Linked DNA regions of Sus scrofa: regions 2, 3 and 4 are each linked to region 1. The links are chromatin contacts, called in public Hi-C and HiChIP or PLAC-seq maps. All regions are on one chromosome and are shown on one strand. Each heading gives the region's core, a stretch centred on a gene start, on an enhancer-like site or on the middle of the called end of the contact. The rest is flanking DNA. Distances are from core to core; before and after follow the strand shown. Region 1 holds the start of BLCAP (bladder cancer-associated protein). Region 2 holds the start of RBL1 (retinoblastoma-like protein 1). Region 3 holds the start of RPN2 (ribophorin II). Region 4 overlaps RPN2 (ribophorin II).

Evidence for each region. A called contact is a pair of places that touch in the nucleus more often than the background predicts. HiChIP or PLAC-seq counts read pairs in DNA pulled down with a chosen protein or histone mark.
Region 2: a contact with region 1 is called in a Hi-C map of heart right ventricle, with 3 times the contacts expected there. The contact joins the promoter of RBL1 here to the promoter of BLCAP in region 1. A contact is called at or near these places in 2 of 47 Hi-C or Micro-C datasets (embryonic fibroblasts and heart right ventricle).
Region 3: a Hi-C map of embryonic fibroblasts shows a contact between it and region 1, with 9 times the contacts expected there. The contact joins the promoter of RPN2 here to the promoter of BLCAP in region 1. A contact is called at or near these places in 2 of 5 promoter capture datasets (fetal liver and liver), 21 of 47 Hi-C or Micro-C datasets (adipose tissue, alveolar macrophages, blood and 12 more) and 2 of 2 datasets of contacts at active chromatin or transcription factors (alveolar macrophages and skeletal muscle).
Region 4: an H3K27ac HiChIP or PLAC-seq map of alveolar macrophages shows a contact between it and region 1. The contact joins the enhancer-like site here to the promoter of BLCAP in region 1. A contact is called at or near these places in 2 of 5 promoter capture datasets (fetal skeletal muscle and skeletal muscle), 2 of 47 Hi-C or Micro-C datasets (embryonic fibroblasts and heart right ventricle) and 2 of 2 datasets of contacts at active chromatin or transcription factors (alveolar macrophages and skeletal muscle).

The regions. Positions count from the first base shown.
Region 1 is chr17:40,632,203-40,634,940 of Sscrofa11.1, reverse strand. BLCAP (bladder cancer-associated protein) reads left to right here and starts at 1,328. Exons shown (of 3, transcript XR_001302112.2): 1 at 1,328-1,441.
Region 2 is chr17:40,277,908-40,280,645 of Sscrofa11.1, reverse strand. It overlaps RBL1 (retinoblastoma-like protein 1), which reads left to right and starts at 1,328. Exons shown (of 22, transcript XM_021077346.1): 1 at 1,328-1,750. The coding sequence starts at 1,595. It overlaps LOC110257355 (a long non-coding RNA gene), which reads right to left and starts at 2,317. Exons shown (of 3, transcript XR_002339844.1): 1 at 2,215-2,317.
Region 3 is chr17:40,321,232-40,323,969 of Sscrofa11.1, reverse strand. RPN2 (ribophorin II) reads right to left here and starts at 1,313. Exons shown (of 17, transcript NM_213941.1): 1 at 1,268-1,313. The coding sequence starts at 1,280.
Region 4 is chr17:40,358,078-40,360,815 of Sscrofa11.1, reverse strand. The region is part of intron 9 of RPN2 (ribophorin II); the gene reads right to left. Among named protein-coding and RNA genes, the nearest start is that of RPN2, 37 kb to the right of the region's middle. Within about 2 kb of position 1,340, at least 5 of the 83 cell types and tissues checked have an H3K27ac peak or open chromatin away from gene starts, as enhancers often do. A contact at or near this core is called in alveolar macrophages, where this site is marked.

The DNA of each region.
Region 1 (2,738 bases), core at 79-2,578:
CATCATACTCAAGGCAAAGATCTAAGCTGCCAATGCCTCAGCACCCACCTGCCCATCTTACATTCTTTACTTCTCCACCTCCCCAAGCCACCACCCTGCCAGGTGCACCTGGAAACCTGAAACCAGCCTTCTAACTGGTCCCCCTACACCCACTGGAAAGTGCTTTCTAAGTCATGCAGTCAGGGTAGCCTTTCAGAAACCGCAATCTGGTTATCAGCCCTCCGATGAAAATGGCTTCTCATTACCCTCAAGAGAAAATCCAAATTCATTAGGTAGCACAACCTGCCCTACTTGCTCATTTCTCACCCTCACCCACTCCTTTCCACCCCCACATCTAGGACAAGGGGTTCTTTCTGCCTAGAACATTTCCCCTCTCACTCTTGCCCTGTGCAGCTCCTAACTGTCCTTGGTGTCCGCCTAAATACCAGCTTCCCATGGAGAGACCACCCTCACTCTTCACCCCACATTAGTATTCCACTAACTTTTCATAACATTCTTCATTTTCCACCCACAGCACTTCCCATCGTGCATAATTATATGTTGATTTGATTAAAATTATTAACAGAGAGTGCTCTTTCGATGATTGTAGAAGCCCTTCCGTCACTCTCCCCCAGTGGACTGGCAGAGCCTTGAGTTAGAACAGCGCCTGTGTCACTCTCCATTCTATTCTCTTGCCTTTTTAGCACTGCACTTACGCATAGCAAGACCTCGAAGAATGTGCTTCATTAGCTAATAAATGGATACACAGACTCATTTAATCCCTACAACCACCCTGTGAAGCAGGCATTTCATCAGATTTGGGGAAGATGAGTCGCAGTGGGCAAGTGGCTCGCCCGAAGTGGGGAAGAGTCAGATCCTGACCCAAGACAAATCCTAAATTCTGAGCCGGAATAGTTCCGTTCCTGACCTTTTGGCCTTGGTGAAGGGACCGGGGAGGAGGCGGACTTTGAGCCACGAGAAGGTTTTTCCCAGAGTACTCGGGTCATCCACGAGGGTCGCAGTGAACAAACGCTCACCTACGGAGACGAGGGTACGCCCCCTTCTCTCTCAGCGTGTTAAAGATCACAATCTGCTGCATATGCATAAGGGGACCAAAGGAGCCGAGATTCGGGGCTGCCCGGCATACGCCTGATCAAAACTACTTTAGACTTGAAGAGTTCAGAGCCCCTGGAGTTCTGCACACGTTGGTAGGACGTCTTCAAAAGGCTATATGTGGCAAATATTGGGGGGATAGTGGGCGAGAGTGACCCCAATTTAGGTCGTATGATCAGGCGTATGCTGTAGGCAGCTCGGTCCCGGGAGGGGTCCTCGGCCGGCTCGTCTAGAAGACCAAGGGGGCGTCTCCCCGGCTTCTTGCGGCGTCGGTGGCGAGCTGAGGTGGAGGCAGGCTGCGGCGGCGAGGGCGACAGCGGTGGCGGCGGCGCCATGGCAGGGCTTGCAGGTACTGTGGCATTGGCCTCCTGGGGGCGGGATGAGAGGCCCTCAATGCGGCCGCGCCGCCATGTTGTCCCTTCGGGGTCACCTTAGGCGTCGTCCGGTCCCTTTCAGGGGTTTTCCTTCCGTGCACCTTGGGCCGCCCCTGTCCGGTGTCACGTGATTGCCCTGTTTCGTCCCCAGCCTGGGCCTTGGGGGGTCCCTTCCCGGCCCGAGGGCGTGTCACCGGACTCCTAGGTTCAGATTCTGGCCTCCAAGGTCAGCGCTCGCCTGTTTGCTCTCGGGAGGGAGCAGGCAGAGCTAGGGAGCGCGGGGCTAGGGGTGCGGCCACCTTTTCTTAGACCCCGGGGCACATGGCAGGGGGCTCAGCTTCTGAGAGTCCTGTCACTCTGTCCCTGCCACTTTAATTGCATTTTTTTTAATCAGAAGGGACGTGGAGAGGAGAGAAAGGGGTCTCCCGCTCCCACGCCACCGCCTTGGTGCCCGGGGTGATAGCTTGACTCTCAGCTTTGGGTCGCGGGTGCTTCTTACTCCTTCTAATTTTCTATCAGGTCTGCCGACCTGTTCCCTTTCCTCCAGTACGTATGGGGAGTGGCCCTCAAGGGCAGCTGAAGGAATGGAATGCCTGGCACAGTAATGGCCTGAAAAGAAGAATGGGGGATGGGAGACAGTTGATTTTTTTTTTCTTCCCTCTTCCAGACCGCCTTTAATTTCCTTCCAGGCCTCCGTGTCCCTTTTCAACATTAAATGTTGGGTCAGACTGAGGTCTGTCCTAGGAAAGAAATGGTCTTTCTGTTTATAGGTTTGGTTCGTGTTTTACCCCTTTCAGGGAACTGGTGTGTTGGGGACAGCTTCTGTTTGCCCTGCCTGACATGGTACAACCATCCCCTCAGCCTTCTGGACGGCAACACCAAAGCCAGGACCAAAAAAAAAAAAAAAAAAGAAAAAGTTCCAGCTTAAGTGCTAAGGCCAAATGTTAGATCTTGTTTATTTATTTGTTTGTTTTAAATCAAAGACTAATTAATATCAAGCAAATCTGTTGAAAGATTGTGGTGCCCTGGGCGGTTTCCAGTGACCAGGTCAATTCCATATCTGACTTTGGTCTTGTTAGAATTGCTGCCAAAACCAGTTTAACTTTTTATCTATAATATGTTGTTTCAAAGAGGAATCTGGAAGTCTGGGTTTGGCTGTCTTTTGTTGTTGTTGTTCTCTTATCTTTGAAGCATATGCATTCCATTTCGAGCCTGTCACTGTGTGATATACGAAGGACCATGTGTTGCCTGGCTCTCTGACTTCCTGTTCTG
Region 2 (2,738 bases), core at 79-2,578, 350 kb after region 1:
TGATTTCTTTGTCCTCTTTCCTTGGACTAAGTTACCATTCCTCTCATTCCTTTTCTATCAGTTGAGGAGTGGGTTAGAGATTAAGGTCCCTATGGGGAGAGGCACATTTCCTATAGTAAACAAGGCCTGTGGGGAATTACTCTCTGGAGCCCTTAAACCACAAATGTTAATCAACAGCCATATCAAAGAATGCATCAAAGCCCATGCTCCTACACTGACTACATGAGTTAGTACTCTGCCTCAAAAGGAAGGCCCTACTCTCATGAAACTCACATTTTAGTAGGAAGAACCAGGGAATAAAGATAATTTCAGATAATGATAAGGTGCTATGAAGACAAATATGGTGGAGGAAAAGATGAGAGTCAGCTATTTGAAATAAAGTGCTCAGGGATGCCCTGACAGGGTGCCTTTTAGTTGAACTTGAATGAGGATGAGGCAGACAAGAAAAGACCTGGCATAGAGGGGCTGTTTGACCACCATGTGAGAAAGTCTTTGTGGAAAGAACTAATTTGGCAGCTTGGCATTTCCAAGGTTCCAAAACAAAGCAGTGAGGCTGGATCTTATTATATATCTGGAGAAGGGGACGCTCCCCTAGATGAGGTGGGGCCAGATTACATAGGGCCTTACTGGCCATGGAAAGAATTTTGGACATTACTTTAAGGGCAAAGGGTTTACTGAAGGATCCTAAATGATTGACTATGCTCTTATTTACCTTTTTAAAAGATCACTCTGGCTCTTCATGGGAAAGGGGTCTTGCTGGAGCAGAAGGGTCAGCTTTAAGACCAGTTCCATGCCTTCAGGTTTATGTTCTGGTCACTCCTAAGTCTGGAAGGACGATTTTTACTAGGTTCCAGGGACCCAGCTCCCAGGGAGCAGGGAGCTGAGAAAGTGCCCCCTTACTGCAGCTCTTTTAGCCCAGGTCAAGCCTCATTTGGAGTTCAAGAAGCGATGGATAGGGGTCCCCTAATACCCCTGCCTCACCAACCCTTCAGTCGCTCAAAAAACCATTCACTAGGTGCTAAAGACACTGAGGAGGGTCCGACAGGCCTTTCCTAGCCCTCTCTGTAGACGGACATTTTTCGATTTCCTCCAACTCCTAACTCAAGGGACAACTCTGGATTAGTCTGTGTTTGGCGCCCCGCGGCAGTGACAAACCCAGGCCCACGGGTTGGTGGGGCAGAGGAGACCTCTCTAAAATTAACAAGGCCACCCCGCAACACGGAGCCCAATCCCGCCGCCCGCTCCAAGGCAGGATATGGACTACCACTCCCAGCAGACTCTGCGCGCGGACTGCCGATCCCTCCGCACCCAATTTGTCCCGCCGGCTGTGTCTACCGCTACCTGCCAAGGGCCAAGTCCAGGTTTTTTAGACTCTAAATTCCTTCTTCTTAGCATGTTTCTGGAAGGGGCAGCGTGGAGCCCTGGAGGAAAGACGGACTTTTTTTCAGGAGAAACGCGGATGCAGACCATCAAAAAGACGTAGTGCTACAACCCGCGATTTTCGCGCGCTTTGGCGCGGGAGGTTGTGGGTAGCGCGCCCAGGAAGGAGAAAGGAGCCGGGGCTGTGACCACGCCGCCCGCCGGGCCTGAGGGGATGGACGAGGAAGATCCCTGCGCCGAGGGGGCGGCGGTGGTCGCCGCGGCCGGAGAAGCACTGCAGGCTCTGTGCCAGGAGCTGAACCTGGACGAGGGGAGCGCGGCCGAAGCCCTGGACGACTTCACCGCCATCCGGGGCACCTACAGTCTAGAGGTGAGCGGCGGCAGGTGAGGCGGACGACCGAGCTCGCCAGGCCCCACCCCTGCTCCGCCCCACCCCACCCAGTAGGGCGGTGGGAGTTTCCCCACCGGGAAGGGTCTCTGCCCATCCCGGCGCCGAAGAGTTCGAGACTGGAAGGGCGGGTGTAGATCAATCTCGCCACTTATTTTGAGGCGGGAAATCGAAGTCCGGAAAAGGAGCAGCTGGTTCAGGGTCACGCCACTCAGGGGCTCCCTAGACCCCAGACCTGCGCCGCAAACTCATGGGACTGCTCTTAAGTTTGTATAAAAAAAAAAAAAGTTCTGTAATGGTGAAAGGTTAAACGAATTGTGTGCTGAGATGCCACTGCGCAGCGCTTTGTCATTTTACTTAGTTCTCGCCACAACCCTTTGAACATGTTCCGTGATCCCCATTATACAGCTGAGGAAGCTGAGCCCTCAAGTGGTTAAGCTACTTACCCAGGGTCACACGGGTAGTGGTGGAGCCGGAACCACAACCTCTTCACCTTCCGCCTCAAGGTGTTGGTTGCTCGCCTTGCGGTAGACTATGCAGCAGTTTGATCACATTATTATCGAGTGTGCACACAGTGCTTATCTCTCCGCCCCAGGTTTCTCCTCTCAGATGGGGATAATTAGATTATCCCAATGCGAAGTACAGTGTCTGTCTCTGAACAAAATAAATGTAGGCTATCATTCGAATTTTCCCCCAATCACTCTTGCATTTAGTTCTCATGAGAGCTCTGTGAACATGGCAGGGCAATGAGTTTTAAACCTGCTTTTCAGGTAATAACATCAAGGCCCAGAGGACTGTCTTACCCAGAATCATTCTCACTAATTATGATAGGCACCCAGTCGAGTGGTAAGCCTACGTAGAGATAGAATTGTGATGGAACTGTTCACAATTACTCCAGAGGCCTTATGATCAAACGTTTCCTTGATTCGGGAGGGCTGGACTCACACAGAGTGCCATACTGACTCATTGC
Region 3 (2,738 bases), core at 64-2,563, 310 kb after region 1:
GCAGTAGAGATGGTAATTAGTGGCCGGAGTCTGGTTGGAATTCAAAGTTAAAGCCGGAATTGCTAGTGGGTAGAAAGATGTAGAAGAGGAATCTATGACACCAATGCTGACTCCCCAGTGCCTTGAATACATGCATGTACTTCATCTATTAAGACCTAGTGAGTGACTATGAGTAACATTTTCCCAGCTAGGCTGTAAATTACTATAACACAGTATTTGCGCCAGAATCCTTTTCTTCCCACCCCGTGTTAATCCTAACAACTGTGGGGGCTAAAATTTGAGCACTTAACATGTGTCCCGTATGCCCATACTGTGCTGAGTATTTTGCACGGATTTAGTCATTAAATCCTCACACTATCTAAGTGAGTGCGATTTACAGACCAAGAAAGGGTCTCAAAAACAGTTATCTGCCCTAAGACTTGTAACTAGCTGAGAAACAAACTGCAGAAACTCTATTATCCTCAACTTCTCAATTTTGGAGAAGTTACTTCCCCTGTGTGGAATTCCATCTTTTCCACTTGTCAATAGTACACATTTCCCAAGTTGTGTGGCTGGACTACCTGAGATTCCATCCCGCACAGTGCCCACGCATTAGCTAGCAATATAGTTAGGTTTCCTGGCTGCTTACTTAGTGCCACGCACTGTTCTACGCTATGTAGAAAGACTATCTCATTCATTACACACAGGAATGCATGAGGCAGATAATGTGGCCAATCTATTTTACAAATGAGAAACTGAGATGCAGAGGAGTTAAGCAAACAGCGCAGCAGGGGAATACGTGGCAGACTAAGTTTGCAACTGGATACTCCAACTTCAGAACTCATGCTCTAAGCTCCTAAAAAGAGGTGAGTGATTGTCTTGCCCCTATCTTTAAAAAAACTACTGTCCAAAGAAAGAAGAATTAGCCAAAATCTCACTCTTAGGCCGCCTGGCCCGGATGCCCGCGCGAGTCAAATGAATGAGCAAAGCCAGACCCAGGGTTATCCGCGGCTGTGGTATCCGGCTGGGCCTCTGGGGGACCCGTAGACCCGCGCCGCACCCACCCCCACCGTCTCCTCCGCTCGCTGGCAGTTCCACCCGCTGGACAGCCCTCCGTCAGACCCCCGACCCCAAGAGACCCCAAGCCCATGCCCCTGTCCCACAGGGGAAGGGGGACCCGCCCGGCCGGCTCCCGAGTGGCAAGCACTAGCCTGCCGCGGGCGACGGCCCACTCGCCGAGGCGTGCGGTCCCCGGGACCCCGTTATCGAACCATGCGCAACGCCTCACCCGGCGGCGCCATTCCTCCGAGCAGGTCCCACTAGGGCCCGAGCCGCAGGCGGACTTCCGCTCGGGAAAGTGGCTCCAAGAGCGCGCCGGAGGGGACGCCCGGGACTCGCAACAGACTCCGCGTGCTGGGATGGGCTCTAAGCACAGGTCAGTCCACGCTGTCCCGCGGAACCGGGCCTCTCCTAGGAGCCGCGGCCAGAATGCCAGTCCTTCGGCGCACAGGGCACCGCGGTCTTCGCGTACAGGCCCGCTTCCCCCCTCGCTGTGGCCCACTTGGAACCGTCCGCTTCTCAACGCCCGATTCTGGGCACCACTGGCACGCGGTTGGACGCGGCGTCTGGGGTGGGCCCGAGACGGGGCCTGCTGTGATTGGCCGATTACACTGTCACTCAGGCGTCTGTCTGCAGCCCGGCGGATTTTAAAGGAATGGGAAGGGTTCGGTGGAGTAGGAAGAGTAGTATTCGAGGCTTTTGCTGGTAGTTTGTTTGTTCGTTTGCTTTTAATTAGAAAATTATGGCGATTTTCTCCAAAGGTTGTTTTGGTTTTTAATAACTGACCTATGAATGACGTTTTAATTGATTTGCAAAGCATTTGGGTGAGGAGCATACTAGCCCAAATTTTGCAGATGAATTAAGAGACTCAAAAATGGAAATGACTCATCCAAGAACTCTGTACTAACTCCAGTTTTTGATCGTTTGGGGCATAGCCCGCAGTGTACTAAGCACTCCATGTACTATTTCATCACCATTCTGTGAGGTATGTACAATTAGTATTCCCATTTTGCAGCGAAGGAAACAAAGATTTGAACCTATGCAGTCTGACTCCATAATCTGTGCTTTTAACTATTACGAACATTTATTCACAATGCAGTAACTATTATTAACATTAGTGTCCCAGATATTATTATCCCAAACAGGGGTGAGTCAGTTATTTCTATGTCTGGTACTGTGCTGTTGAATATGGTATACTAGCTATATGTTGATATTTAAATTTGAATTTAAGTTAATTAAAATTTAAAATTCTGTTCCTCAGTTATACTAACCACATTTCAAGCACGCAGTAGCCACATGGGGCTGGTGGAGATCATATTGGACAGCACAGAATTATAGAACATTTCCACCGTCACAGAAAGTTCCCTTGGGCAGTTCTGATCTAGAATACATAAAGTACTCTTCCAACTCAGTATGCGCGAAAGTCTCATATTGGCTTGAGAGTCAGTTGTTAAATTTATCAGAAATTTTGCAAATTGGTTGTTAAATACAGCTATTTAGAAAAGTTGAGGAGGAGTTCCCTTCGTGGCTCAGGGGAAATGACCCCAACTAGTATCCATGAGGATGCGGGTTTGATCCCTGGCTTTGATCAGTGGGTTAAGGTTCTGGTGTTGCCATGAGCTGTGGTGTAGGTCGCAGACGTGGATCGGATCTGGCATTGCTGTGACTGTGGTGCAGGCCAGCAGCTGCAGCTCCGACTC
Region 4 (2,738 bases), core at 91-2,590, 270 kb after region 1:
AATTTAAAAAATTTGATGAAAAGTCTCCAAAAGAGATGGAACAAATGCTAAAAGTCTGAAAGGGCCTTTTTTTTTTTTTTTGGCCATGACATTTTTTATTTAAAACCTAAGTTTCAGTGTACAAATTATACAATCCCAGGGCATTTTTAATGTGTAAACATATCTGTGAGATTTCCAAATATTTGACAAGCTTGAATGAAATGCTTATGGAAAGCCTTGCCAAATCCACTGGTTTATCATCTAAGTCAGGATCAAGGAACAAAGTTAGAAGCCTGGGCAAATAATTGAAGGAGAGCTTCAGCATTTTTCTAAAGTGTACTATCAAGGTGTAACAACCTCAAATCAAGGGCAAAGAAGAAAAATTAAAAAGGGATAAAGATAGCTAGCAAGTAATTCCTTTTCATAGCCTTCTCCTCTACCTCTATAACTACTATTTTGTAACAATAGCCTCAATTATCAGGTTGAACAGAGGTGCTCTGTTTTGTTTTAAGAAAAATAAAAACAGGAGTTCCCGTTGTGGCACAGTGGTTTACGAATCCGACTAGGAACCATGAGGTTGCGGGTTCGATCCCTGCCCTTGCTCAGTGGGTTAACGATCCGGCGTTGCCGTGACCTGTGGTGTAGGTTGCAGACGCGGCTTGGATCCCGCGTTGCTGTGGTTCTGGTGTAGGCTGGCAGCTACAGCTCCGATTCGACCCCTAGCCTGGGAACCTCCATATGCCGCGGGAGCGGCCCAAGAAATAGCAGAAAGATGGAAAAAAAAAAAAAAAAAGAAAGAAAAAAAGAAAAATAAAAACAAAAAACCACACATGCATCCCTAAGAGATTTATTACCAGAGTCTATAAGGGCATTATTACCTCCTGCTTTTGAATATACAGCCACCTATTGGCAGAATTATATAGCTTGTCATCATAGCTTGTCACTGAATCTAGGTAACTAGGGAATTATGGTGGGGGGAGGGGAACAGACGGTTTTCAAGTTGAATAAGCCACCAGAGAGAGCTTGGACCCTCTACTATGGCTCTTTGGGCACTCTGCTGAGCAAACAACTTCACAACTCATTTAGAGCTCGGAACCAGAGCCAACTTTGCTCATCCCAGAGAGGCACTGATGGCACTTCCATTTGAAGAAATACTAAAGTGGAATGCTCAAGCAAAGAAGCAGCCAAAGAGCTTTGATTAGCAAGACTCCCCACTGAGACCACTTCTCTACACCCTCCTAGAGCATGTGGAGCACCTAGGGTACAGGAATATAAGAAATGGCAAGACACACTCCCTGTCCTAAAGGGAAGCCAAAAAGCAAAGATAAATTACAACAGACCAGGCTGTTATTAATGGAGGGAGGGACAAAGTGCTACAGAGGGAACTATGACCCAAGTCGGCCTGGGGCAGCCTTTGGTTGGGAAGTGGGAAATGGGAGGCGGGAGGGCTTGGGCAGTCTGCCAGCTTCAGGAGAAGTAGAAGTCTAGCAATACTCAGTGCTATAAAAATAATGTTTTCATAGGTAATTACGCTGCAATCTTCATCAACATTAACTAGATAATTCCCTCTTCACTTCTGTGGCTCATTCTCTTAAGGACTCACTCATTTAATTTGTAAATGTGATTTTAAAATTATCATCCCACCTAAATGTCCACAAACAGGAGACTAGTTAAATAATGGCATATACACCTACAACTTGAATTACTTTGGGGCAATTTAAAAGAAGAAGGTAGGAGTTTATGGACTGATACAGAGATACTACCTCCTACTCTTGAATACACAGCCATCCATTGGGAGAATTCTATTTAACACTGCCTGTCACTGAGTCCAGGCAACTGGGTGAATTATGGCAGGGGAGCAGGGCCAGGCAGTGGGGGGTGCATCAAGTTGAATAGACCCCCAAGGGGAAAGCTGGGAGCCCCCAGTTTGTGACAAAAGCAAAGAATATAACTGTGCATAGAATGGTCCCTTTAGTGTAAATAAGAAAGGATATTCATACATTCAATGATATGCATCTTTCTTTTTCAAAGTATACACAATTAACTGTTAATAATAGATTCCTCTAAGAAGAGGGATTGGATTGAAGGGGTAAGAAAAAGCTCTTATATTTCATTATATACCTTTTTGTACTCTGAATTTTTTTAAACTACATGCATATTTTACTCCAATTTTTTAAAAATATGGATTATTTGAACAATGAGATTTTATGACATATACTTTCTTCTTTACAAACACTTTTATTAAAAAATATCACTCGATAAATATGATTTAGAAAATAATCACTCTCCCTTTCAACAGATGGATAAACACAAACAGATGTTTAAAGACTTGTGGGAGGCTCCTCAACATATCCTAATTATAAAGATAAGGAAACCATCATCTTGCAGGTTTTACTTAGAATCCTGACTATAAACTTTCAATAATAACATGGTCACCATGGCCAGCTAATCAAGATTCAACTGTGTATCTGTCCTAAAGACGTTATAAGCATTCACAATGCACACATATGGAATAACGAAAAGGTAAAGTGCAGTGAACTCACCATTTTGGGCTTGCTCTCAGCCCCAATTTTATTTTTTTTATATGCACCTGCGGCATATGGAAGTTCCCAGGTTAGGGGGTCAAATCAGAGGTGCAGCTGCTGGCCTATGCCACAGCAATGCCAGATCCAAGCAGCATCTGTGACCTACACCACAGCTCACTGGATTGAACAGCTCACAGCAACGCTGGACCAGGGATTGAACCCGCATCCTCATGG